7 separate regions of the Mus musculus genome follow, and regions 1, 2, 4, 5, 6 and 7 are each linked to region 3. The links are chromatin contacts, called in public HiChIP or PLAC-seq and promoter capture Hi-C maps. All regions are on one chromosome and are shown on one strand. Each heading gives the region's core, a stretch centred on a gene start, on an enhancer-like site or on the middle of the called end of the contact. The rest is flanking DNA. Distances are from core to core; before and after follow the strand shown. Region 1 holds the start of Lgals2 (lectin, galactose-binding, soluble 2). Region 2 holds the start of Pmm1 (phosphomannomutase 1). Region 3 holds the start of Mief1 (mitochondrial elongation factor 1). Region 4 holds the start of Csdc2 (cold shock domain containing C2, RNA binding). Region 5 holds the start of Zc3h7b (zinc finger CCCH type containing 7B). Region 6 holds the start of Gga1 (golgi associated, gamma adaptin ear containing, ARF binding protein 1). Region 7 holds the start of Ep300 (E1A binding protein p300).

The links. Promoter capture Hi-C pulls out the DNA fragments that hold promoters and counts their contacts. HiChIP or PLAC-seq counts read pairs in DNA pulled down with a chosen protein or histone mark. Capture Hi-C pulls out chosen DNA fragments and counts their contacts.
Region 1: a contact with region 3 is called in a promoter capture Hi-C map of liver, with 5 times the contacts expected there. The contact joins the promoter of Lgals2 here to the promoter of Mief1 in region 3. A contact is called at or near these places in 2 of 39 promoter capture datasets (both in liver).
Region 2: a contact with region 3 is called in a promoter capture Hi-C map of pre-B cells, with 4 times the contacts expected there. The contact joins the promoter of Pmm1 here to the promoter of Mief1 in region 3. A contact is called at or near these places in 2 of 39 promoter capture datasets (liver and pre-B cells) and 1 of 115 datasets of contacts at active chromatin or transcription factors (pancreatic cancer cells).
Region 4: a contact with region 3 is called in a promoter capture Hi-C map of pre-B cells, with 5 times the contacts expected there. The contact joins the promoter of Csdc2 here to the promoter of Mief1 in region 3. A contact is called at or near these places in 1 of 39 promoter capture datasets (pre-B cells) and 2 of 9 other capture datasets (adipose tissue and liver).
Region 5: a contact with region 3 is called in a promoter capture Hi-C map of pre-B cells, with 5 times the contacts expected there. The contact joins the promoter of Zc3h7b here to the promoter of Mief1 in region 3. A contact is called at or near these places in 3 of 39 promoter capture datasets (cranial neural crest, pre-B cells and stem cell-derived epiblast-like cells).
Region 6: a contact with region 3 is called in a promoter capture Hi-C map of adipose tissue, with 2.4 times the contacts expected there. The contact joins the promoter of Gga1 here to the promoter of Mief1 in region 3. A contact is called at or near these places in 1 of 39 promoter capture datasets (liver) and 1 of 9 other capture datasets (adipose tissue).
Region 7: an H3K27ac HiChIP or PLAC-seq map of thymic regulatory T cells shows a contact between it and region 3, with 7 times the contacts expected there. The contact joins the promoter of Ep300 here to the promoter of Mief1 in region 3. A contact is called at or near these places in 1 of 39 promoter capture datasets (pre-B cells) and 2 of 115 datasets of contacts at active chromatin or transcription factors (astrocytes and thymic regulatory T cells).

Annotation. Positions count from the first base shown.
Region 1 is chr15:78,854,155-78,857,035 of GRCm38.p6, reverse strand. Lgals2 (lectin, galactose-binding, soluble 2) reads left to right here and starts at 1,507. Exons shown (of 4, transcript NM_025622.3): 1 at 1,507-1,564. The coding sequence starts at 1,559.
Region 2 is chr15:81,959,267-81,962,197 of GRCm38.p6, reverse strand. It overlaps Pmm1 (phosphomannomutase 1), which reads left to right and starts at 1,268. Exons shown (of 8, transcript NM_013872.4): 1 at 1,268-1,483. The coding sequence starts at 1,397.
Region 3 is chr15:80,232,769-80,235,873 of GRCm38.p6, reverse strand. Mief1 (mitochondrial elongation factor 1) reads right to left here and starts at 1,794. Exons shown (of 6, transcript NM_178719.5): 1 at 1,693-1,794; 2 at 1-69.
Region 4 is chr15:81,935,507-81,938,463 of GRCm38.p6, reverse strand. It overlaps Csdc2 (cold shock domain containing C2, RNA binding), which reads right to left and starts at 1,705. Exons shown (of 4, transcript NM_145473.3): 1 at 1,477-1,705.
Region 5 is chr15:81,743,586-81,746,541 of GRCm38.p6, reverse strand. Zc3h7b (zinc finger CCCH type containing 7B) reads right to left here and starts at 1,444. Exons shown (of 23, transcript NM_001081016.2): 1 at 1,196-1,444.
Region 6 is chr15:78,875,835-78,878,764 of GRCm38.p6, reverse strand. It overlaps Gga1 (golgi associated, gamma adaptin ear containing, ARF binding protein 1), which reads right to left and starts at 1,575. Exons shown (of 17, transcript NM_145929.2): 1 at 1,148-1,575. The coding sequence starts at 1,190.
Region 7 is chr15:81,584,434-81,587,546 of GRCm38.p6, reverse strand. It overlaps Ep300 (E1A binding protein p300), which reads right to left and starts at 1,333. Exons shown (of 31, transcript NM_177821.6): 1 at 825-1,333. The coding sequence starts at 918.

The sequences.
Region 1 (2,881 bases), core at 258-2,757, 1.4 Mb after region 3:
AGATTTATTTATTTATTTTATGTATATGAGTACACTGTAGCTGTCTTCAGACACACCAGAAGAAGGCATCAGATCCCATTACAGATAGTTGTGAGCCACCATGTGGTTGCTGGGAATTGAACTCAGGACCTCTGGAAGAGCAGTCAGTGCTCTTAACCACTGAGCCATCTCTCCAGCCTGGGAGTAGCGTTTTTTAATGGGGCAGACTAAGATGAAGTAGTGCTCAGAGGTAGGACATGGCTTCTATAAACTAAGCCTTGGAGAGCTGGAGTGTTTCACAGCCAGCGACATCTGATTCTGAAGTGCAGATCTGTGAGCCTCAGTGTTCCCAAATGAAGTAGGATAAACAACTGTAGAGACCTGTCTGTGGTACAAACCCACTGGAAGGACGGGCAGCACAGGTTCCCTCCCAGCAGAGGAACTACGTCAGGTTTCTTCCTCTTGACAGTATCTAATTGTGTATATGGACCCCAACTACCACAAAATTCATAGGCATAAAGGGCGAAGGACAGAAACCCCCAGTGTCCCGAACCCTTGGGTTCCCTCCTGCACGTTTGGTCTGTGTCCCAGCAGAACCAAGCTCTTTTGTGCATGGTGCCAGGGATGGAAGCCACAGGGCATGCATCCTGAGGATACAGCACACCACTGAACCACCCAGCCCTCGCAGAATAGTTGACTTTTGGCATCTTCTTCCGCCCGTTTTTAAGCACTTCAGTTATACTTATTTGTGTGTGCACATGTGCCATGGTCCATGTGTGGAGGTCAGAGGGGACACCTTGCAAGAGTTGGTTCTTTCCTTCCATCATGTGAGCTCCGGGAAGCAAACCCCGGTGGTTAGGCTTGGCAGCAGGCACCTTTATCCGTCGAGCCATCTCACTGGCCCTAGATGTGAATCTACCACTTTTGAAGCAAAATGTGTGCAGCCAGATATAGTGTTTCCTGCCTGTAATCCCAGCACTTGGGGCAGAAGTGTGAGAATAGAGAGTCCAAGGCTAACCTGGGCTAAATGGTCAGACTCTGTTTCACAAGAAGAAAAAAAAAGAAACAAATTATATGTATAATCAGAAAAAGCATGGATGAGAGAAGGGAGAAAAAAGTCTTTGAATGACTCACAGACACACTGAAAATTAGAAGCTTGGACATCTTTTAACAGAGCCAGCCTGTCTTTTTGTGGTTGTAGGAGCTGGGCTCAGCAAAGAGGTTGGATGGCCTGCCAAGATCGGGGTGTTTGTGGTTTGTGTGGGGGTGGCACTAGGGCATCCTCCCTTGGGCTTTGTGGAGTACTGACCACGGAGGCTGGTAGGAATTGCCAGAAGCGGGGCCAGAGGGATGCTCACGATCGAGTCAGAGTGAGTGAGGAGCCATCTTCCTGTTTGTTGAGTGAGTGCCTGCATATACAGACCGGGTGATATTAGGAGATAAAGGTCCAAAGTCCTTATTTATGGCCTCGGGGTGGTTAATGTGTAATACTCTGGGATTATAAGCCTGACCAAGAGGGGATACCTTGAGCACAAACCTCTAGGAGCAACTGGGAGAGCTGTGGCCAGGAGCTGTCACCATGTCGGTGAGGATGCTGGCCCTCTGCACCCACTTCCTTCTGCTCATGTGTCTTTGCTAGAGTGTGTGGGTTGGGGGGTTCTGGGGTCCATTGTTTGTTTATTTATTTGTTTGTTTGTTTGTTTTTTCAAGACAAGGTTTCTCTGTGTAGCCCTGGCTGTCCTGGAACTCATTTTTTAGACCAGGCTGGCCTTGAACTCAGAAATCCACCTGCCTCTGCCTCCCAAGTGCCACCACCACCCGGCTTCTGGGGTCCATTATTGCCACCCTTCTCTTTGTGTCAGTTTCTCCCGGAGAACCAAAAAGAAAGCTGGGTTGCCAAGCTGGTGACACATGCCTTTAATCCCAGCACTAGGGAGACAGAGGCAGGAGGATCTCTGAGTTCAAGACCAGCCTGGTCTATAGAGAGTGAGCTCCAGGATAGCCAGAGCTATGTAGAGAGACCCTGTCTCTAAAACTAAAAGAAGAAAACTGGTGGATAATCTCTCAAACCCTTAGCATTGAAGCTGTCTGTCTCTCTGTCACCACCAAGTTCAGGGCCAGAACTTTCCTTTCCCTCTTTGAGGACAGCAACAGTCGTATTAATTATTACTGCCGACCTCTACTGAGTCTCATAAAGATGAGAGTTGTAGGGCAGGGGCTGGGGGAAGGGCCCAGACCAACGATATAGCATGTGCGGTGATTTAGCCAGTGCAAGGCCCTGGGTTGGAACTCCAGCACCAGAAAATATCACGCTTCCAGAGGAACTGCATGGAACAAGCTGAGTGGGTAAAGTGCTTGTCCACCATGCATATAGCCCAGGGTTTGATCTCCAGCACTGCATAAACTGGATGTGACGGCGCAACTGGCAAGCCCAGGATTCAAAGGCCAGAGGCAGGGGGATTTCTGAGTTTGAGGCCAGCCTGGTGTATATAATGAGTTCCAGCTACATACTGAGATCCTGTTGAGAGAGAGAGAGAGAGAGAGAGAGAGAGAGAGAGAGAGAGAGAGAGAGAGAATGGAAGAAAAGGAAGGAAGGAAGGAAGGAAGGAAGGAAAGAGAGAGAGAGAGAGAAAGAAAGAAAAAAGAGAGAAAGAGAAAAGGAAGAAGGGAGGGAGAGAAGTATGGAGGGAGGGAAACTGAGGCTCAAGATGAAACCATAGGTGGCTAATATCTACATATTGCAAGAGTATTGGCACACTCTCGAGAGCCTGTGTTCCGATCTGGCTCCTGTGAAGTTTCTGGTGTGACTTTGGACAAGTTGATGTCCCTCTCTCGGGCAGCTGGTTCTCCCTGATGTGTATGAGATGGGACCACATGACACTCTCTGGGGACTAGATGATAG
Region 2 (2,931 bases), core at 19-2,518, 1.7 Mb before region 3:
TACTCATATAAGTAAATAAACCTTTTTTAAAAAAGGTACTTCTGAACATCTCTGAACACCATGATTCTCTCTCACTTGCTTATTCTGTCTGTCTGTCTGTCTTTATTTCTCTCTCCCTCTCATGTTCCCACTCCATTTCCCCAATAAACCTTGCCCTAGATCTGTTCCTGGCATGATGTCTTTTTTTTTTTTTTTTTGGTTTTGGTTTTTTAGAGACAGGGTTTCTCTGTGTAGTCCTGGCTGTCCTGGAACTCACTTTGTAGACCAGGCTGGCCTCGAAATCAGAAATCCGCCTGCCTCTGCCTCCTGAGTGCTGATATTAAAGGCGTGCTCCACTTATTACTCTTACTGAGGACCTGAGTTCAATTCTCAGCACCCATACTGGGCAGCTTACAACTGCTTGTACCTCCAGAACTAGGAATCTGAAGCTTTCTTCTGGCCTCCTGCAGAGGATCAGGGATTTGACACCCAGCACCTACAAGGAAGCTCACAACTGTGGGTAATTCCAGGTCCAGAGGATCTGACACTCACTTCCATCCTGACTTAGGTGGGCTCCTGCATGTACTTAGTGCACATCACCCCAGGCACACACGACAAAATAACACAACAAAAAAGACTCGCATAAAAGCTTACAAGTTAGAGATTTATGGCATATTGGCCCTTAGTAGGTTACTTTTGATTGGAAAAAAAAAAAAAGCAACAAACATTTCTCACAGTAGGTAAAAGCCATCATGGGATATTTTTCTCTTTTCTTCCTTCTCTCTCTCCCCCTCCCTTTTTTTGTTGTTTGTTTTGTTTTAAAAAATAGGGTCTTATCCAAGGCTGTCAAGGCTACAAAGGGAAACTCTTGTTTTGAAAAAACAAAACAAAACAGAGTATGTAGCCCTGGCTGGCCCGGAACTTGTTTTGTAGATAAGGGCCTCTGCCTCAGAAGGGCTGGATCACAGGTGAGCCAGCACGCCGGGTTCTCCCTGAGACTTCAAGCTCAAGATGACAAGGCAATACCTTCGTCCTACTAACCTTGGGAATCACAAGCAGAAGGCTCTGAGTCCCGCCCTTGCCCCCCAACCCCCCCCCCCCCCCACCGTAGGGAGCGCCCTGAGATCAACCTCAACCCGCTGGCCCGACACTGTCTTCCGGTTCAACCCCTTTTCCCGCCGGTTCCTATCTCCGTCGGGTACGAGGACTCTGACCCCGCCTACTGCCACGCCCCTCAATCCTAGGTGCCTGTACTCTTCTTTCGGCGCCGCAGGCCCCGCCCCCTCGCGGGAGGGCCGATGGCCACTGCTCCTCCCCGTGCTGCGCAGCTGGCCCCGCCCCGGCCCCGCCCGGCCTCTGTCGCACGCGACCCTGGCGGTGGCTGCAGCGACAGCGCTTGGCGCGCGGAGCTACAGCCATGGCAGTCGCCGTCGAGGGCGCCCGCAGGAAAGAGCGCATCCTCTGCCTGTTTGACGTGGACGGGACCCTCACGCCAGCTCGCCAGGTAAGGGCCTCGAGGTTCCAAAGCTCCCGCCCAGAGTCACGCCGGCATCCGTGACCCAGCGTGAAGCCGTCACTGCCATGTCAACGCAGACACCTGCGCGACCCTGTCGGAAACGTGGAGTGCAGTGGTACCGGCTCCTGTCACCGAGGAGATGGGACCCAGGCCCTCTCGGCCTTCCAGGCCTCAGCGCTCCCCGCGCGGGTTGGCATCCACGTTCCTGCCGGGAGCGCAGATGCTGTATCCAGCCTCCGGGAGGAGCGTCTATGGGCGATAGGGCGGGTATCCCCAGTTCCAGGCTTGCACAGGCCCAGGCTGGGCTCTGGGGTGGTCTTACCCCATTTTAGCCCTAGGATGCACAACTAGTCCGTCCTCAAGCTAGCGTGAGAACGCGGCGTTCCAGGCAGAGCTCCGTGCGCTTCTAAGCCCACGGTCGCCCTCTACTGAGGGCAAGGAAGATCTCTGAGTCTTTGCACTCTGGCGTCCATAGGCCTAAAACTGGGTTTAGCTCCTTAAGCCTCTTAGGATGTTTGTTTACCTTCCACCTGGAGTTGGAGGGAAAGAGAGCTGCTTTTCTGATGAGTTTTGGTTTTTGTTATTGGTATCCTTTTGGTTCCACCCATGTGAAGGTGAAAGGCCCCAGGGCTAGTCTGTTTACAATAGAAGCACTGTAAAAAATGGGAGTGCATTCTCCTGTCTGCACTTTATAGTTCACCCTCCAGTCTTTAGCCATACCTAGTTTTTCTCCCTTCGAGTCATCCTGGGTCGTTCTCACCCATCCTTCTACCTTTGGGATCACCGGGATGATCAGAGCAGAAATGGGGGTGGGGGGCCGAGCTACTGGGCAGAAGCCCGTGTGAACCTAAGTCTTAGCTTCCTGGTAGGCCTTCCACTCTCCAGAAGGAATCGGGCATCTTTCTTTCCATCCAGCAGAGGTGGATCAGGAAGATGCAGGATTGGAAAGGAGGTGGTCTAGCCTAGGCATGCCTGATCCTTGTGCTGCACTGACTTGGCAAGGCCTGAACAAGAACCGCCTGTCAATTTGTCTACTACTAGACAGACTTAATGCTTACTAGAAAAGCTTAATGCTTTTTTTTTTCTTCTTCTTTTTTCTTGTTTTGGTTTTTTTGAGACAGGGTTTCTCTGTATAGCCCTGGCTGCCCTGGAACTCACTCTGTAGACCAGGCTGGCCTCGAACTCAGAAATCTGCCTGCCTCTGCCTCCCAAGTGCTGGGATTAAAAGCATCCGCCACCACTGCCCTGCAGTTTAATGCTTTCCAAAGCTAATTTTTAATTATACATGTAAGTAATGAAAACTTTAAAGGCTAAAGACCACTTCGAACCTCGCCAGTATCCCAGGCCCAGCCCCCATCCTCGAGGTAGTATACTGGAGCCCCTTTATCTCAATTGCTTTGCCCACAGCACATACTAGACATGATTTTGTGAGGCTC
Region 3 (3,105 bases), core at 545-3,044:
GTACAGACACAGCACTGCCTCTCGGCTCCAAGGGGCCATGGGGGACCGACGTGTACTAATCGTCACACTCTACAGAGAAGACACAGAAGGCTAGAGTCAGAACTGATGACAGCAGGGCCTGCTAGACACTGTGTGTGTGTGTGTGTGTGTGTGTGTGTGTGTGTCTGAGTTGGGGGGAGGGAGGGATGGCAGGGGTTCTTAATGCCAGACTCAGAGACTTCCAAGGACTCATGGCAAAGCTGGGATCAGCTTCCTCCCTGTAAACAGCCCCTCCTGGAGAAGTTCAGTTTAAGGCTCACCAGGGTTCAAGAAGTAGAGTTTGAGTCCTGGCTGTGCCATCCCACTGCCCGGGCACTTAGCATAAAGTACAGTGGGCATCAGCTTCCTCATTGTAAAACAGAGATAACAAAGACATCATGAGAGTACTTACTACACAAGGTTATTTTGAGAACTGCTCCTAAAAAGCCCCTGTAATGGGACTCTACCAGACAGTGTGGCCTAGAGTAGTTAAAGACCAGGATTTATATCTGGATCCTGGTACCACCATATAAGCAGCATCACGCTGATTGGCCTTATTGTTTTAATTACTTTTTTACTTTTTTCTGTATGGGTATTTGCCTGCATGTTTGTCTACATGCCAGTTTGCCTTGAGAGTGTAACACTGTCATATCCTTAGACTGGAGTTATAATATATACAGTTGTGAGCCACCACAGAAGTGCTGGAAATTGAGCCTGGGTCCTCTGAAAAGCAGCCAGTGCTCTTAACCACAGAGACATCACTCTATCTCTTCTTTCTTTCTTTCTTTCTTTCTTTTTATTCTTTCTGTTTTTGCTTTCTTTTGCTTTTGTTTAATTTGGTTTCCTGATGCAGGGCCTCTCTACGGAGCTCTGGCTGTCCTAGAACTCACTCTGTAAAGCAGGCTGCCCTCAAACTCTGAAATCCTCCTGTCTCTGCCTCCTGAGAGCTGAGATGAAAGATGTGTGCCAAGTATGTGACATCATTCCCAAAAGGAAGTGATTTGCCCACTCACCAAAACAATCCAGACCCTAACTCGCTGGAATGAGGTGGGGGCGGGGGGGGGGGGTGTCTTACATGTGTGCACTTCAGGGCGTTCAGCAAACTTTGCCAGCACAGGGCCCAGGGCTCACCAACCTCAAAACTAGGCTGGAAGGAGGAATCCTCCCCATAACCCTATGAGGAAGAAACAGTTGTTGTATGAGCCTGTATGTGTTTCAGGGGTGAAGGGAGTTCCTGGATGAAAAACAAAAAATGATCTGAACTTTGGGCTCCAAGACAGAAGCAGTAGCCTCTGACCTTGCTAACTTCCAGCGCGAACCGGGGCAAGCCACCGCTGTCCCTTTTTCCTCAACTGCAGAACAGCTCCCCTTTGGCCCTGAGGGTCTTCCGGGATGCAAAAGATGCAGAAAAACAACGGAGGGCTGGAAGGAGAACGTCACGCAGGGGCTGGAACGAGGTCGCTGAGTGACTGACTACGGGCTCCGATCGGGGTACAACGCCCAGAGGACGGGAACGCAGACCCCGGGGCCAGGCTGGCTCTGTGGCTTGAGGCAACCGGGTCTTGAGGCGGGGCGGGGCGAAGCTTGGAGGCCCCGGTGGGAGCCGGTAGCCCCCAAACTGGCCCGAGCTCAAACGGGCGATCCCCGGCCGCCCTCATTCGCTCCCTCACTCACCCGCGGACCACGCGCTACCTTTCCTCAGGACTCGCCACTCGCCCAGTACCTCTCTCCGGGTCACCCATCAACATGGCCCCTCTACTTCCGGGGCACGACCTCGCTCGCGGGGCCGACGGAGACGCGACAGGGAGCGCGGAGGCGGGCGGAGGCGGAAGCACTTCCGGTCGGCCCCTCCGTAGCCTCCCTCCGGAGGCGGAGCCCGGAACTTAGTCCAGCGCTGCCCGTCGTGGGGCCCCGCCCACAGACGCAGCCCCGCCTCCTAGGTGACGTTACCTAGCTCCACGGCCCCTCCTCCGAAAGCGTTACTGTGCAGTCTCTGTGTAAACTCAGTGCTGGCTGGGTGTGGCTTAAGGGAGGAGCCGCAAGTCGTCGCCCTCCACCTGCTGCCTACGTCTGGCCTGCGAGAGGCTCTGACCACACTGAATTGATTACTTGACACACTGCATTTTGTCCAACCCAACCTCTCTGTTTGGTAGACTTCAGCATTCCAGTGTTACACTTGGGAAAATCGAGGCCGAGGGAGGCAGGGTCATTTGCACTGAAAGCTGAGCCCTGCAGAGGCTCACAGTGGGTCCAAGCTCAGTATTCCTCCAAAGTGTGTGGCTTTCCATTCTTTTAGGCCGCCCTACTTTGCTTTTTAAAGAAAGAAGTTTGTGACCCAAATAAATCTAGTTTGTGAAATTTCCAGCTAGAAGACCGGGTAACCTATCCCTCGGGACAGTCTCCTAAGTAGACGAGTTTTCCACTCGTAAAGGACAAGGAGACCCTCTGGGGGAGACCTTAGGATTACCCACTCACACACAGAGTCTCGGATGTCAGGATTACCTTTTCCAGATTCACTAACCTTCCCACACTCACCCCACTCCTGCCCCATGCTCCCAGTATAATGGGGGCTAAACATTAAAGTGTCTTCCAGCCCCCACATATCTGTGGTGTTTTGGAGACCAGAGACCAGCCAGCCGAGACACTGATGCAAACCTCAGGGTTCAGCCAGGTTTCACAGAGCATGGGCAATCTGGGATCCTCTGGACTGGGTACAGGACTGGACATAACTATCAACTCACATCATAAGGAAACAGGACCTTATAGGAATTGCAGCTCAAGGGGAACATTCATTTACCCAGGGCACAGGTTCAGGTACAGTAGGCATTTCACTGGTGAATGGATGGACTGTGTCTTAGTCAGGGTTTCTATTCCTGCACAAACATCATGACCAAGAAGCAAGTTGGGGAGGAAAGGGTTTATTTGGCTTACACTTCCATACTGCTGTTCATCACCAAGGAAGTCAGGACTGGAACTCAAGCAGGTCAGGGAGCAGGAGCTGATGCAGAGGCCATGGAGGGATGTTCTGTACTAGCTTGCCTCCCCTGGCTTGCTCAGCCCGCTTTCTTATAGAACCAAGACTACCAG
Region 4 (2,957 bases), core at 456-2,955, 1.7 Mb before region 3:
ACCCTCTGCTGGGCATCACCTGCACAAGGAGGGGGAACATAGGATGTGGGGCGGTGGGGGGCCACTCTGCCTTTGGATGGGCTGGCAAATATCCTTACTCCCCCATTTATCCATCCCTGTGGGTCCTTGAGGGCCACTAGGGAGCCCCCTCCCTAGCCAATAAGCATCTTCCAACCTTGTCCAGCCATCTTTCTCTAGGCCTGGGACAACTTGGCGTGTCCTCCTGGGACCCTTCGCCACTAGCTTCTGTTTGCACTAGTTTTGTCAAGGTGGGGCTGGAGAGACAAGGATAGGCAAATAGATGTTTTGGGAAAATGCAGTGTGGGGTAAGGACGGGAGGAGACACCCAGAACCTGGGCATTCATGTCCAGAGACCTCTGGGATGGAGTTGAATTTGGGAAAGAGCTCCCCCCAACCCCCACTCCCACCCTCCATCCCCACCTCCTCACTCCCATCCTTCCCAGGGAAAGGCCCTGACTGGATGGCATCTAAGCGAGCCAGTGCCAGGCTGTCGGAGAAGAGGGTGCCCACCTCCTACCAGGCACACTTCCTTCTCCCCTCCCCCAGCCCCAGCGGATGCAGCAGTTCACACTCTGGATTTATTATTGTTCTCAGTCCCGCTCTCCCTCCTCCCTGGGAAGCGCCTGCAGCCTGGCAGCCTGGCAGCCTGGCAGGAACCTGCTGTCTCCTTGTGGGTGCCAGCATGGTCCCTTATCTCCATTCAGTCTCCTTGTGCCAGGGTCAGACCACTTAGGGGCTTGATGCCAGCCAAGGCCAACCTGAGTCCTTGCATCCTACAGCAAGCAAGGGGTGTCCAGCAGCTGGTCTATCACCCCCTGTCCTACAGTGGGTTGCACCTAAGCAGAGGAGGAGGTCAGAGCTAGCCCAGCATGCGGGGGAGAGCAAAGACCCAGTGGGGTGGCATAAAGGCAAAAATAACACAGAGCCATCCCTCCAGCCAGTTGACACAATTATCTCTGCCACACTAGGGAAAAATAGAGTGAGGGAAGACAGCTGCTCTGGGTCCCTCTGCCTGCCCCAGGCGGTTCCTCCCCTCTGCTCTGGCCTCAAAACAGATTCCAGGGACAAAATCCAGCGGTGCTCCGGACTGGCCTTTTAGGGTCTGGAAGGAGTCCCGGCTTTCCCTCACCTAGTTCCCAGACCGGAGGCTGCGGCTTGGCAGGTAGCTGCTGTTACCTGCATCTCAACCCAGACGCGAGTCCCAGACACAGACATTCACACACATTCAGATGCGCGGGAGCCACTCCGCCTCAGCTCTTCTGGAGGGTCAAGGAGAGAGAAGGGAAGGGCGGTGGGCTCTACATCTCCCCCCGCATCCTCTAAGCAGAGCTGGGCTGGCTGATGTAGCGCTGCGACCTTTCCAACCTCAATCCACACATCCTTTCTTGGTACCATCAGCCCTCGGCCCCTGCCTCTGCCACAGTTTCCATCACCGGCTTCCTTCAGGTCCCTTACCTCGCCGTGGCAGCTGGGTCCAGGCACTGTCTCCTGTAGTGGGCAGCACCCGATCTCTCTGGACTGTGGAGCTGGCTCGCAGGGGTCACGTCTGGATAATGCACTCTCCGTGGCGTGTGTGTGTGTGTGTGTGTGTGTGTGTGTGTGTGGTGTGCAGGAGGCACCTCGGGCCCCTCACTCACTCACTCACTCACTCACACACGCCCTCCTGCTGACGTCAGGATGTGCTGGAGGGAGGGACTGGGATGGGAATTTGTACTCCTAGCTTAAAGGGACACTAAGCCATCTCTTCTCTGGCCCAGACACCACCTTGTGAGCCAGGCCAAGTGCTGGGTGAGTGGCTAAGCTGCGTCACTTTGAGCGTTACTGCTTCTTGTTTTGGAAAGTGGCTTTTATTGCTGGGCCAAGGTATAATTTGCTCTACCAGGTCAGGGTAGCTGCTGGGGAGTAAGAGGCAGGAAGAGCTAGAGACAGTGTGCATTCTTGGTGAGCGGGGTGCCAGGGAGTGTTTATGGTCAACGGGAGGGCCTGCAGGGTGGGAGGATGTATTCTGGAGAAAGGAGGCCAGAGAACAGAGGAGACCCTCTGGGAACAAGCCAGGTTCCTAGGGACTCCCAGACATTCCATTCCCTCTGCAGTCTGCAGCTGTGCTGAGCTCTGTCCCCTCAGATCATCTGAGATCTCCATTTGAAGAATGTGCTCAAATCTCTTTGGCACACATTAGGTCTTTGGGAGGGGCTGTGGAATCCAGGGGAAGAGAACTATAAAAGAATAATGAGTGTCTTTCTGTGTATGTTTCTTTCTTACACACACACACACACACACACACACACACACACACACACTCGCACACACATATACAGGGGGCAGTGGTGTCTGTGTGTCTGTGTGTCTGTGTGTACTTGTGGTTTAGGAGGCTTTTAGAAGTAAGGACTGACTCAGCAGATTCAGTCCAAGCAGTTTAGGTCTCTTCAGACAGTAAGACCTCAGCACACTCCCGCCCCCCAAAAAGCCGGGCAGTGGTGACACATGCCTTTAATCCCAGCACTAGGAGGCAGAGGCAGGCAGATTTCTGAGTTCGAGGCCAGCCTGGTCTACAGAGTGAGTTCCAGGACAGCCAGGGCTACACAGAGAAACCCTGTCTCGGAAAAACAAAAACAAAACAAAACAAAAAAGACCTCAGGCAAATCCCTAGGACCCCAGTGCTCCCCAAGAGGACAGTGCTCCCCAAGAGGACAGTGCTCCCCAAGAGGACAGTGCTCCCCAAGAGGACAGGTAAGGCTCAACCGTCTATGAGCTCAGGGCCAGGCTCCAGGAAACCTCTTCAAAGGGCTTCTCTGCCACCCCCCTGTCCCTCCTCAACCTCATCTTAGAGAGACATCTTCCCCAGGTGTCACTTTAGTACTACTGAGTCATGAGGAGGTGCCCTTTGTGCTGGCACAGACCTATAGGTCCCAGCCCTCAAGAGGATGAAACAAATA
Region 5 (2,956 bases), core at 195-2,694, 1.5 Mb before region 3:
GATTCTTGTGTCCATGCACCTAAGTCCTGGCTAACAACCGGGGGGGGGGGGGACGACAAAAAAACCCGCAATCCCCCATCACTTTGCAGCTGTTCCCCAGTTCCCCCACTTGAAGCCCCAGCCCCTTCAGCCCCTCCAGCCCCCAGTCTTCTCCATCAAGGCACTGTTGGCACCCCGGCCACCCTATTCTGTCAAGAATGAACTCTTTCTACACGTTCCCACTCCTGCGGTGTGGGGGGGAGGGAGGCTTTGTCTCTGCGAAGGACCCTCAACCCAGGAACTTTACAAACACCTGAACCTGAGGGTTTCTAAGATAGAAAGAAAAAGAGTTATGGATCGCAGAAGGGACCTTGTGTCCGCTGAGGGCAGTGGCGGCGGGGTCGACTCTGCTTCCCCAGGGCCCCCAGCCCTGCCAGGGCGCCCCTCAATCGCCACAATCCCAGTCCCCAGCAGTCCCCGTGAATCCCCTGCCTGGTTACTGCCCACCCAGGAGGCCTCTGAGCCCAGTGACGGATGCCACGACCGGAAATGCCCTCCTGCTCAGCAGACCCAGACCGCGCCCCCCTTTCCTGCCGCCCCCTCCCCCAGGGCTGGGCCCGCAGGCCCCGGATCCCCGGACTCGCGTGGCCGCGGTAACCGACTGGGGCGACCCATCAGCCGGCCATTGTCCCCGGCCCTCGCCGCGGCCCCTCTACCTCTAGGCACTGCGGATTCAAAGCGAATACAAAAGGAAAGGGGGACCCTAACTGCCAGCCTCGGACCACCTCCTTGCAGTGGGATCCGCAAAACATCCGCGCGCACACCCAAACCTCCAGACGCAAGGGAGATTGCCCCACACCACGGAAGAAAAATCCCAAGGCATCCCCTGGGGGCTGCAGTGCAGCCCCAATCTCCCAGGCGGCAGGTGCCCGGCCACACAATAACTTTGAAACTTTGGGGCAGGGGTACGGGAATCTGCAGACAGATTCCTCCCCCCAGAAAAACCCAGTTCGTGGTAATGGAGGTGCTATTGCTTTATTCTTGCAAAGCCGCCTTTCCAGGTGGCCTGGCCGGGGCTTCCCGCGCCTCCTCCGCGCGCGGCCCTGCCCGGCCCTGCCCGGGCGCCCCAGCCTCGCGCGCCCCAACCTTGCGCGCCGCCGGGGACGCGGTGGCCCGGCCTCTGCCCCGCGGGGCTCCGCCGCGCCAAAGCACTCACCTCGGCCGGGCTGCGCTCCCCGCGGGCCTGCGCCGAGCCCGATAAATGGTATGCTATGACTAGAGGTATGATTACGTTATTATTATTAGTAATAATAAGAGTAAATGCTATTTAATTACGGGCGGCCGCATCCTGCTCCCGGCGCCGCCGCCCGGGCAGCTCGGTCCATGTGGCTCCGGAGCGCTTTACTTTCATTTCCAGCCCCCTCGGCCGGCCGCTCGCGGCAGCACCCGCTGGAGGCTCCGTCTCCCTGCAGCTCTCCCTCCTCGGGTCCTAGAGAGCGCAGCTCCTCCTCGCTTTAGTCGCGCCCGGGGTGGGCGGCGCGGGCTGCGCACCTGGGGGGGAGGGGGGAGTCGGCAAGCCCCCCTTCCCAGTGGAGGGATGCCTGGAATTCACCTTGATTTTCTTTTAAAACTGCTCTTCCTTTTCTGGGATTTCCTTCTAGCAGTTCTGCATTTCTGGGCGGATGCTGGACCGACCTCTGTTTTGTTTTTCCACCCCTCAAACCGAGCGTAAAGCTACACTTGGCTTTCCAGGTGTTTTGATGAAGGAAGGCATCTCCAAGCATCTGGTCATGTTGTGCCCTTTCTTTGATAAGGACCTCGGTCAGGATCTCCTTTTTGGCTAGGGTTTCATGTATAGAAAGTTAAAAGCGGGTTGGGGGCGGGGGGGCGCAGGGGGAAATCAGTGACACTTGTTTAAGAAAGCCTGGCTGATTTTATTCAAGGTAGGGCTATCATGATGGGTTTAGGGACCATTGCAGTGGGGTTTTGCAGTGGTGCTGAGACACTGGGCTCAGCCCTGAATTCAGCATGAACCGGGAATTTATAGAGCAAGGAGCAAGGCAGGGTCAGCAGACAGAAAACTTGAGGTATAATGTGATTGCTGTTAGCTCCACCCAACAGGGTTCTTAAGTGTTTTTAAAGTCGGGTTTTTATTTTGTGTGTACCAGTGTTTTGGCTGTAGATATGCATGGGCATCATGTGTGTCCCTAGTGCCTTGCAAAGGTTAGAAGAGGGGATAGGAGTTCCTGAAACTAGAGTCACAGATGGTTGTGAGCACTGTGTGGGTGCTGGGAATGTAACATGGGTCCTCTGGAAGAGCAGCAGGTGCTCTTAATGGCTGAGCCATCTCTTCAAGATAGGTTAGGTACTGGAACATCACCTTGGGGTATAGTGGAAGAGGAGGATCCTGAGCGTATATTGGTGGTGTTCCCAGATGGAAGGTAGGGGAGTCTAGTTAAGCCATGCTTGCTAAAAATTGGACAATTGGGCCAGGCTTGGTGAAGCACACCTTCAACACCAGCACTTGGAAGGCAGAGGCAGGCCTGGTCTACCTAGCCAGAGCAGTCAGCTACATAGAGAGACACTATCTCAAAGAAAATAATGATAATAAATTTAATTAATTAACTTATTTATTTATTTATTTATTTATTTTCTGAGACAGGGTTTCTCTATGCAGCCCTGGGTGTCCTGGAACTCACTCTGTAGACCAGGCTGGCTTAGAACTCAGAAATCCGCCTGCCTCTGCCTCCCAAGTGCTGGGATTAAAGGCGTGTGCCACCACTGCCTAGCAAAATTAAAATAAAATTAAATAATCCAGAGATAAATAAACAAACCCAAAAGTTCAGACTTATTTGGAAAGTTCAAAAGAGCCTAAGTAGAATTTTATCATAGAAAGCCACTTTGTTGGAGATCTTTCTAGAAGGTAGTATTTAAGGTTGCTAAAAAGGACCAAGATAAAAAAGAGACTAAACAAACA
Region 6 (2,930 bases), core at 326-2,825, 1.4 Mb after region 3:
TTCCTCCCCAACTTGCTTCTTGGTCATGATGTTTGTGCAGGAATAGAAACCCTGACTAAGACAGATGGGGAAAATATCTATGGTCCTCTTTTACCTCTGACCTCCTGAGACCCGTGCAGTACTGTATCTCATGCAGTCCATGGTCACTGTCTCCTTCTAACCACCAATCAACCCCACTGCCAGGCTGACTCTCCTCCGCCCCCCCCCCCCCCCCCAGATCGGTGAGCTCTGGGAATCAACCTTCCAGTTCAACTTCCTTCGAGGCTGGCTTCAAAGATGCTGACCATGTCGGCCCACACCACCCTGCACAGATCCTTGCTATATCTCAGACCAGGAGGTTGAGCTTGAGGATAGACCGGAAGGCTTCTCTGGGTCACATCCCTGAAAGGCCTTGGGACAGACCTGTCACTAAATGGACCAGAAGAGCCAACCTGCAGCTCCCAGGGGCAGAGTTCAGGAATGGGGTTGGCAAGGCCAAGGATCTTCAACAAGCAGTGTGGGACAGGGAGAACAGAGGATGGGGCTTGGAAGCCAGAGTTGGAGGAAGCTGTTTCGAAGGAGACAGGAAACAAGGACAGAGGCCTGGGGAGGAGGCTCAGCAGGGGCTAGGAAAGCAATCTGGGACGCAAAGCAAGGCTGGGCTTGGGTATAACGACAGAGAACTTGATTTCCTTATGGAGTCTTAGACGGGACCCTTTCAAGCACTGGGAGTTTCTCCAGGCGCGGACAGAGCTGGATCAGATGGGCCAGGGGTCCCCCCTTTCCTGGGCTGGGGGACCGAGCAGATCTAAGAAGAGCTGCGGGCACAGGGTTTGAAAGACTCAGGCCCTGAGGAAGTGGGGGGATCCCTCTAGGGGAAGACTCGAGGGTCTGCGCTTTGGTGCAACAGGCAGGGCCTTCGGGGGTCCGGGATAACTCTGCGCCACCGGGTCACCGGGGTGGGTGGGCGGCGCCCGCTCCCGGCCAGGCTGCGCGCAGCTGCCAGGGTCCGAGCGGAGCGACAGACTGGGGCGCCGCCCCTCCGGGTCGGGGGGCGGGGCGTGAGGAGGGGGCGCGCGGACCCCGCCCCGCCGGGAGAGAGAGAGGGGCCAGCCTCGCGCCCCCGGTTCCGGTTCCGGTCCGGCTCGCGCCCCTCCCGGACACTCACTGATTCGTGCCTCCAGAGTCTCCGGCTCCATCGCGGGCTCCATCCGCCACGGGCCCCCGGCCTCGGCGCCGCCCCCCGCCCCCCGGCCGCTCTCGCGGGAACTCCTCGGCTCCGCCCTCGGCCGGTTAAAGGGGCCGCGTCCACCCCGCGGAGTAGGAACGCGGCACCGGGACGCCGGGCACCATCGAGACGCGGGTGGAGCCGCCTAGAGCGTCGCCTCGTCGGCGCCCCTCCCCCTGGCGGCTGGCGGAGTCGCCGGTGGGGCTGGTCGGCGGCCTCGCAGCTCCGGGCGCTCGGGCGGGAGAGGAAGAGGAGAGCCTGGGGGTGGCGGGCGGCACCATAGAAACCCCGCGGGACCGCTCTAACTCAGTTAGCGTCACGCAGAGACCCGTGACCGCTTCCGGGACAACGCTCCGGAGCCATGTTTCTGAAGGGGTTCTGAAGTCACTTCCGGAGCCCTCAGGGGTACTTCCGCTTACGTGGGAAGATGTCAAAGTCCCTTAAAAGGGCAACTGGGCACTGTGGCCGCCGCCAACGCGATGAGGTTAAGCTAACGTTTGTTTAGCTCTTAAAGCCCTAGGCATTGTTCTGAGCAGTTTTTTCCCCTTTGAGACAAGGGCTCACTGTCTTGCTCTGGCAGTCCTGAAGCTCGCTCTGTAGAATAGGCTGGCGTGGAATTCCTGAGATCCGCCTTTTTCCGCCTCCCAAGTGCAGACATTAAAGAAGTGTGCCACCACGCCCAGCAAAGGGCTAAGTCTTTTTTTTTTCTTAACCTATGAATCTACATTCAAACCCGGGAGCCAGGTTATGAGTTTGCCTGAGGTCATTAGGGGTCAGTGCTTGCACCGAGTACTTAATTCTGCATTCAGTTTAGAAACTCCTTGCATTTGGGTTATTCGGTGCCCAGCCCTGGAGAGAAAGACAAGGCCAGATATATATCCTACAAGGTGATGATAACGCCCGCACTTATCAGACAGAGGCAGGAGGTTATCAGTTCAAGGCCAGTGTGGAATATCGTATCTCAAAGCACGTAACACTCTCAAGGTGATGGGGAAGCCAGAGAGGTGGTGGCAAAATGAGAGGTTATCTTTCCCCAAACTGGAATGGTGACGACGTCAGGCTCTTTTTTTGAGGTGGTTTAGGAGGAGGCAAAATGTGAGGTACTTTCACCCGCTTTTTCCACCCTCTGCGGTCGCCTTGGCTAATTCTCAGGAATGCCAGTTCGCTCTCTGTAGCCTCTGGCGGCCGTCGGGGGAACTGGCTACTGTGCCCTCTCCAGCGAGCCTGTGCCAGGAAGAGTTAAAGAGCATCTGAGACCAAGGAACCGGCGAATCCAGTTCCGCATGCCTGTGGCCTTGGAGGGATCAGTATTCACCTTGCAGAACCAGTTACCTCATTTCAGTCGGGTTTTCTTCTGAACCCAACTCTCAGTGAGACGTTTAATTCTCTCCTGCAACCTATAAGATACGGGAGAGGGTAACAAGATGGGCTCCGCCTGCTTTGTTTTCTTTATTTTTAAAATTGTTAATGAAATAAAACCCAACTGCAGGCCGGGCAGTGGTGGCGCACGCCACCTAGCACTTGAGAGGAAGAGGCAGGTGAATCTCCGAGTTCAAAGTCAGCCTGGTCTACGGAGCGAGTTCCAGGACCCAGGGCTACACAGAACAAAACCCAAAACAAAAACCCAAACTGCATTTGCCAAATTGATTTAAAGTCAGATCACTACTCACAGGCACTTTTGGTGGAGCGACAGAGGCAGGGTCTCCTGTAAGCCTAGGCAGGC
Region 7 (3,113 bases), core at 84-2,583, 1.4 Mb before region 3:
GCACAAAACCTCCTGTTCATTTTTAAACTTGTACAATCACTTTAGTTGGAAGTTCATGACTGGGAGTCTTTCAACTTATTATCTCCCATTTCTAAGTACCTAATTCCAGAAAGGCTTCATCTTTTTTCTTTCCCTTCTAAGTAAGAGTGTGACAAACTGCAAAGGAAACGCCTCAGGTCTACACCTCAACACGCAGTTTGAGACATTTTGGTTTCATGGCAAATGGATATAAAATAAACTGCGGTCCATACTGACTCTTGAGGCAAGGATGGGGAGAGGGGACCTAAGAATGAAATTTTGTTGAACTTTAGTTACACTTAAAACCTTGGATCGCAGACACCAAGATTTGTCTTCCGCCCCCATTCCTCAACAGAAAATCTGCCTCACAGGAGCAAAAATCATTAAAGGTGGGAAAGCAGAGAAAAAAAGAATTCATTGCAACAGGGGAGAAAGAGCTGAAATCCCTCATTCACCAGTAACAAAAATAGTAAAAGTGCATAAAAGCCCTCACACACGATTGTACCGGCATTTCCCAAATTAAATTGCATGGAGCCAACAATAAAGGTCCCCGCAGCTCCCACTTCCAACCTCTTAATTCCAGAACACACAACGATCTGACATGACATAGTGTTGCAATGAATGTATCAGAAGGCAAAGAAAATGGTTGGGCTACTGGACGTCTTCGACCAGTCCATTCAAAAACCTTTAAAATTAAACACCGGCCGGGGAAATGGGAAGAGATACACAGAAGCACCCTGGAATGAAGGTGCAACGAGCAGAAAAGACGAAGGGAACTATGGAAGGCCGGGAGTCCCGAGACTAACCTGTGCCATCGCTGGCGGACGCCGAGAGGGCCGGAGATGAGAGTTTAGGCCGCTTGGCTGAAGGCGGCCCGGGTTCCACCACATTCTCGGCCATTTTTAATTCTTTCGGAGATACAACCGAGGAAAAAAACGAGAATCCTGAGGAAATCTCTTCTCCGAAACGGGGTCCCCGCCCCGCTCCTAAGGGTGGGCTCCGGAGCTCCGCCGCCACCCAACAGGGGTGGGGGGAAGTTCCTTTTTCTCTTCGCCTGGTTGCGGTGGCCGGAGAGGGATGCGGACTCAACAGAAATGGTAGGGGCAAGTGCGAGGGGCCGGGCCTAAACCAGGCCGGGAGGAGGGTACAGCAACACTGATCCCACGAGCACGTCCGCTGCAGCGAATTCTCGGGAACTCACAGCTCTACAGACGCAGTCCCCAGCCCGCCACGGCGAGCCCCTGCCCAGCCGAGGTCTCTCGGAGCTCCGCCGCCGCCATCAGCTTCTTCCTCCTCGGCGCTGTCCTCCTCCTTCTCATCGCCACAAGGAGGCGGGGGCGAAAAAGGGGGAGAGGAGGAGGCGACCAGAGACACTCACCTCCTCCCGGTGCCCCCTCCCGGGCCTGCGCCCCCACCCTGAGAGCCGCCCTCCTCCTCCTCCTGCCGCTGCGCTCCGCGCCGCCGCTGCCGCACCGGCCCCTAATGGCCACACTGAGCTCAGCCGAGCCGAGAGCCAGACTGGCGCCGGGGCCGCCTCACATCGCGCAGCGGACAAGCAGAGGCGCAGCAGCGACGACGCCGAGCGTGGAGCTCGCCGGCCCGAAGGGCCAGGGGGGCCGGGCCGGGCCAAGCAGGGCCGTCCGCCCGCAAGCCCGCGCTGACGCCGAGCCCACCGACGCGGCCTCTCCGCGCGCCGCGCTTCTCCGCCTCCACTCGCAAGCCCGGGGAGGAGAAATCAGTCCGGCCGCCTCCCTGGCCCTCACCCCCCCGGCAGCCAGGTGCCTGCCGGGGGCTCGGCTCGGGGGCCGCCTCGGACGGCGGGCAGAGGCGCCGCGGGGCGCGGGCTTATGTAATGGTTTCCCCCCCTTAGGCGTCGACGCCGGCCCGGGCTGCGGTGGGGGTGTGTGCGGGCAAGGAGGGGACTGAGGGTCGCCTCAGCCTTTGCGCCCCGGGGCCCCCAACCACTGTCTCGGTCCCGGCCGCTGCTCTCCAGCCAGGTACCCTCCTCACTCCCTGCTCGCGCAGTTCGCACTCAGCCGGGCGTCCCGCTTGCCCCACTCTCTCTCTCCCGGTCCCTCTCCGCTCTCTCTCCTCCTCCCCCCACCCCCCCCACAGGCTAGCACACAAACAAGATGGCGGCTGTTGTTTCTTGCCTCTGCCGAATCCTCCTTACAGGATAGCGGTAGCGGCGGCGGCGGCCGGAAATGAGCCAAGATTGGGGGGGGGGGGAGGTGAGAGGGGGAGGGGCCGAGAAACAGGGAGGCGGGGCGAGGGCGGGGCCTCTGCCTTGCAGCTCACACAATGGGGGAAGCGGCGCCGGGGGCGGTGCCGGCTCCAATCACGGGATCCGCCCAAGGGCCCCAACGCGGTAGGCGCTTCCGCAAACTCCCCCGGCGTCACTCGGTGGCTCCCTTTAAAGGGGAGGTTTTGAAAGAAGTTGTGGGGGGGGGGGGGGTCCGGGGTGAACTTAGAACGTATTTTCGGTCGGTGGACAGTTAGGTGCCTGGGCTGGGTCTCTGAGCAGAACCGAGTCAAAGCTCAGGCGCTCCTCTGCGAAAACAAGGAAAACCACGGTCAGAGCTCCCGGGGTTTGCCCTCTCAGGTTGATCTTTGGAACCCCATTAAATCCGCCAAACACCTGTGTTTCATCGTAGACACACATTCCATCCTCTTCATAGCCTTCTCGAAAGCAGCAGTTCATATCTCAAAGTCACATTGCTAGTCCTTTAAGTTTTCTCTGAAATGTCTAATTCAAGAATGAAAAATTTGGATTACGATATTGTTAGTTAAAAAACTAGGAGGGGGAGGACCACAGCAGTGGGAGGCTGTTTAGGGCTAGACCCTACCTACATTTTTGCCCATCACGTGTCCACACATCCTTACCAGCTACCACTCTTAAAAAAGAATCCTTGAGAACTACTTTTCTGAACCTGCCTGAAACTTCCAAGGTCTTTTGAAGGTATTTTCCACCCATCTCTAGCAGATGAGCTTAATAAAAGGCCACTTTCTGCAGTGCCTTCAATGTAAATATGGGAGAGGACAAAAAAATGTTATGTGCTAAAAAAAATTATAACACTAGAAAAATGTGAGGAAAT